Regions from separate parts of the Mus musculus genome. Here region 2 is linked to region 1. The links are chromatin contacts, called in public Hi-C maps. All regions are on one chromosome and are shown on one strand. Each heading gives the region's core, a stretch centred on a gene start, on an enhancer-like site or on the middle of the called end of the contact. The rest is flanking DNA. Distances are from core to core; before and after follow the strand shown.

Evidence for each region. A called contact is a pair of places that touch in the nucleus more often than the background predicts.
Region 2: a contact with region 1 is called in a Hi-C map of uterus. The contact joins the promoter of C130026L21Rik here to the enhancer-like site in region 1. A contact is called at or near these places in 5 of 39 promoter capture datasets (the 3T3-L1 cell line, frontonasal cranial neural crest, hippocampal neurons and 2 more), 1 of 15 datasets of contacts at CTCF or cohesin (the NIH/3T3 cell line) and 3 of 484 Hi-C or Micro-C datasets (forebrain neurons and uterus).

The regions. Positions count from the first base shown.
Region 1 is chr5:111,529,980-111,532,584 of GRCm38.p6, forward strand. No RefSeq gene overlaps it. Among named protein-coding and RNA genes, the nearest start is that of Gm36223, 22 kb to the left of the region's middle. Within about 2 kb of position 1,327, at least 60 of the 459 cell types and tissues checked have an H3K27ac peak or open chromatin away from gene starts, as enhancers often do. A contact at or near this core is called in uterus, where this site is marked.
Region 2 is chr5:111,580,262-111,582,866 of GRCm38.p6, forward strand. It overlaps C130026L21Rik (RIKEN cDNA C130026L21 gene), which reads left to right and starts at 1,300. Exons shown (of 4, transcript NR_015546.2): 1 at 1,300-1,609; 2 at 1,918-2,035; 3 at 2,160-2,249.

The DNA.
Region 1 (2,605 bases), core at 77-2,576:
AGCAGTTCCACTGTGAATATGGCTCCTAACAAATGTCTTCAGAGAGCAATGTGGGTCTAGGCAGGGGTCACTGGTGGCTGGGATGAGCCAGTGGAAGAGCTGAGGCAGAGGCAGTGGGGCAGTGAGGTGTCCAAGCAAGAGATGATGGGGGCTGGTTCCCCACCACCTTGTGCAGGCTGAGCTATGGTTCAGGGATGGTGAGGACACCCATTATAGATTCATCCTATGACCTCATGGTTTCCCTCCAGAGGGGTAACAAGGTTGCAAATGGTCGTGACAGTTGGAAGGTTCAGTTACTTGGTACCCATCGGCTGCAGGTTCATGGACAAGAAAGTGGAGCCTGAAGCAACCACAGAGGGAAAAAGAGAATCAGAACTTGGTACATGGGAGGCAGGAGACTAGTGTGAGACACTTGAAGGTGAGAGCTGGGTGCTGTCAGGAATGAATTGGTGCCACTCAGATGTCACCAAATAAGCTCAAAACTATCAGATGTAAAGGCTGAGTCAGGAGGATTGCTGAGAGTCTAAGGTCAGGCTGGGCTAAACAGTGAGGGGAATTTCAAATGACAAATGTTATAATTTACCAAAAGTTAAAACAAATGATACAATGTATCAGAACCACCATCCAGCTTGTGCAGGTAAACGTATGGGACCTGAGTTGTATTGAACACAACTGTTATTAAAGAAATGGACAAGCAAATGGGGGCCAGCCATGGGCGGGAGACGTATCTCAGGGGGCATGAAGGTACAGTGTGAAAGGTTTGTCAAATAGTGACCAGGTCACTCCATCCCTTCTTAGTGAACACGCTACCCAGAGCCTTCTGGGAAAATCCTGACTGATTTGCTGTGTGTCTTTTGGAAAATCACATGACCTCTCTGAGCCTTGGTTTTCATCTTCTATGTATCAGCTATCTGTTGAGGGCCCGAGCTGCTCAGGGGGTCAGAGGCTGCGAATGCTTTCTTTCAGTCCTTGGCACACTGGAGAGGACACAGGGGGGCCGGAGGGCCTGGAGGCCTGGCCGAGTTTGGTGAGATGGGGGAGGGAAGGAGTCTGCACTGGGCTGAGCCAGTCTCAGCACAGGGTGGCGCCCAGTTTGGCCTGGCCCCAATGCCCTTACCCCCTCTCTCCCTCCTTGCCCTCTGCTGGAGCTGGTCACGGATCCCATTCTTCTGGCAAATGATCTCCATGTGTCTCGGGTTGGGTTTCCCCTCGTCTGGCCCGTCCCCCTTGGGAACCTAGGCCCCCCACGGTCTGACCCCGAGAGGGGCCGGCAGGACGCGCCTGGCATCTGGTTTAACCATCAGAGCCGGACTTGTTTCGGTTTTAATGACCCGTGGAGCCCTCAGGAGAGGGAGTGAGCCCGGGATGAACAGGCACAGGAGGTGGGAGGGCGGGAACAGGACACAGCAAACAGATTAATGGGACGGGCAGAGAAAAACGCTCACTCACTCCTGCAAGCCTTGCAGGGAAGAGCTTCCCTTCCCACATGGGCTGCAGCTGCATGCGCTCCCTTGCGTGGCTCCTTCACTTGGCCTTTCTTCTCAGTGTGTGCTCACTAGTCCTCTTTCCATTGGTCCGCCAGCATCAGCCCTGCACTTTCCCTTGCCTCACGTCCCGGGGGACCCTACTTCGACCCCCATATTGGCTCTTTCTCAGACTTATGGGTGACATGGAACAGTGGGATTGCTTCTGCTCAACCATTGTGCAAGTGAGCAAGGAAGTGGTGTGGGCGGTGGGGATCATGCTTATTTGGTCCTTGCTGTCACCTGAGCTGCTGGTGCCTTCTTACAAAGGAACCCTACAGGAACCCTCTACTGGCTTCTCACAACCCTGGTTGTGGCTGTCCTCCTACTCTGAGGCTGAGAAGAGGCAGGTTCAGAGAGGTTTGGTTACTAGCTCAAGGCTGCACAGCTGTTACAGGTCACACCCTGGATTCATGCTCTCCTGATTTCCGTTCTTGAGAAAAGTTGTGTGGGAGGCAGAGAGCCCTCTGCCCTTTTAACTGTCCTTTGAACTGGGACAGTTTCTAAGTGCTCATTCAACCCCAGCCTTGCCTGTCTTCTGGGCTCCAGATTCCAAATCTGACCACAGAGAGAATCGTTTTGTTGTTGTTGATGATGATGATGTTGTTTGGGGGAGCATATAGGGTGAGAAGATGGGCTCCAATTTCTCAGAAGGGTAAACTGAGGTTCAGGAAGGCCAATGACCCCAGGGGAGGCTACAGCCAAGCCAACTCAGGGTAGAATTCAATTCCAGGCTTTATTTATGGCCCCATTTCATAGTTCATTTGGGTTTATTTCTATCTCAGTGTGAAGCTGCCCAAGGATGTCTCGGATCTTGTCATCCTCAGATCACAGCCACGGGGTACAGTGTTAGGATAGATGGGGCTTGCAGAGGCAGGGGGATTGCTGAACTTCAAGTCTTCTGTCTGTCTCCCAGGAGCGTGATGACCAAATCTCTTCTGTCTAATGGGCACAGCCCTGTTCTCTGTGTGTTCTGGAGGGCAAAAACAGGTTGATGGTGAAATCTGTGCTGTGCTTGGAGTGGAGCCTGGCACACACAGGCGCCTACCACCATCCTGCCTGTTGGCAGCATGATGTATCGC
Region 2 (2,605 bases), core at 50-2,549, 50 kb after region 1:
CCCTAAAGGAAGAGCACCGCCCACGCAAAGTGCAGGGCAGCGCAGGGGTGTGGGCACCACGCTGCTGAGGCTTACACTGTACTTTGGTTTAGTTCTAACAGAGACTTTTCCCTGTGCACCATCCTTCCTGCTGTTACATACATGCACACACTTTAAACATTTGCGTACATGTATGTATGTATGTATGTATGTATGTATGTATATGAGTGTGATGTGTGTGTTCACGTGTGTAAGTGTGCTGTGGCATAGGTGTGGAGATCAGTGGACAACCTCAGGTCTCAATCCTCACCCTCAACCTTATTTTAACAGGTCCTCTTATGTGCTGTGTGTACTCTAGCTAGCTGGCCATAGAACTTCCAGGGACCCTCCTGTCTCTGCCTCCCATCACTGGGCAAGATCCCTGGGCTGGCAAATCCTTGTTCTTGCGTTGGGTCCTGCCTGGGTTCTGGGCATCCATTCTGCCTTCTCATGCTTGCAAGAAAAAAAAAAATCTATGTGACCACTGAGCTCTCCAGCCCCATTCCACTGACAAACGGCAGCTGTAACTTGTCAGATGTCAATCATAGGGAGGCTCTGGGCGATGGAACCCAGGGTTTTATGAGTGTCACATGGTGCTCTGCCACCAGGCTAGCCCAGCCCAGTGTGTTTTCACACACAGGTGGTCCTCCATAGTCCTGTCAGTCTGAGAGGAGCATCTTTTCAGCCTCTAACCACTTCCCTGCTGCCGAGAGGTCCCGGCCCAACAGTGGTCTGGACCACACATAGCTGTGGCCTAAGAACTGAACCAGGAGGAGCTCATTTTGCGACCTGTGCCTCAGTTTCCTGATCTGACAGTGAAGCTCCCGTGTCTCCCTTAGGCAGCAGCTGCAGAGTAACCCCGCATGTGGGTTGCAGCGGCTGCTTAGCCAAGAAGGTGCCGCCAGCATCAGGCTGCAAAGTTCCCGTGAACCCAGGGCTGTGGTGCAACTGTCAGCTAGGCCCAAGCCCCCAGCCCCGGAGACCCCGGAGCCAGGCTGCATCTCGGGGAAATGAGGCCCGGTGGCCCCTGACCCCAGCCTGCAAGAGGCTAACCCCCTCCCTGGCCCCTCGGCTGTGAGGCTGCCCGCCCGGACCATTCATGGGTTTGTATTATAAGATGACTGCCGTCGCCATGGCAACATGAAAGGAGCCGATCTCATTACTGAGGCCCGGACACATTATTTTCTCCAAGGAATTTCTTCTTTTCATTATTTCCCTCCAAAGGTCAGCTGTCCTCTCAGGCGGGGCGGGGGCTGCGGGGGTGTCCACGAAAGGTGAGCCGATTCGGGGCCCAATTCCCCGGGTGGAATTTACAAGCGTTTTGCCTTCTCCTCCTGATCTAACACCAGCTTAGAGAATTTCTTCAAACCAGCCTTTCTCTTTAACCCCTGCGGCTCCGGCAGACAGCAGCCCAGCCATCCTTGCTAAGTTCCTGAGATTCCCTCCAGGGTCTGGGCTTTTCTCCAGCACGTGGCTCCCTGCTACCATCCGAGAAGTCCCTGATGCTGAGGTCTCTGCTGACTTGCCCCGAAGGATTGCCGACACACGGACATTTATGTCTTCCCCACAGGGAAAAACACCCCATTAGAAGGTAACACTAATGCGGGGGCGGGGGTGGTGGTGGCGGGGAGTCCATATCCTCGCTTGGAATGCAGAGTGTGCTGCAATTCAGAGACTGATAGACCTGCTAACATCCCTATCAGGCTGTGTGCCCTTGGGCAAGTAGCTCCCTGTTTCTGGGCACACTTTGCTCATCTGTGAAGCAACTCTATGTTGGTGTGTACCCAGGGAATGAGCAGAAATCATGAGCAGAGTCTGGCTGGCACCCAGGAACAGTAAATACCAAGGATTGATGATCGTATTTTGGTGTGTTTCTATCCATTTCTCTCTGTGTGTCAGCTGTCTGTAACTGTGAAACAAACAGCCCCGAGACTTGAGACTCGTTACCGGGAAGCAGCGATAACTCGGTATTAGCTCGTGCAGTTTCTGTGGGTGGAGGCCTCTGCATCCGTCTCTGGTGGGTCCTGAAGTGGCTGCAGCTACCCAGAAGAGGGAGGCAGAGGCTGGGATGGTTCTTCTGATATCTGGCCTCACAAGTCAACCGTATCTTGTGTCTATCTGCCTTACTCTGTGTCCAATAGGCAGAAATTTGGTTCCCCCATAGGATCTTCAGGGAGCTGCAGTGACACCAGAGGAGGGCTACTGGAAATGGCACCAGGACATCATATTCGGTAAGACAGGATCAGGGTGGACACCCATTCTACAGAGGGAAAACTGAGGCTCTGGACAAAAAACAGTGGCTTGCCCCACTGGCTTCCCACAGGCTCTAGATTCTTCCTTCTGTCTCAGTTTCTCATGGGGCCAGTCATTCAGCTCACCAGATTCTCTATCTGGGACACTGGAGGATTGTCTGCCCCTGTGTGGTGGGTACTCAGAGCTGGGGGAGCTCCCAGCCTCTCCATGGGAATTCTGGCACGTGCAGCGAAGATGATGATGTGTAGCTGTGATGTTGATGATGTGTGTTTGTTGACAGTTGGACGATTGTCTACCTCACAAGACAATAAATGGCTGCCAGAGGCAGAAACGT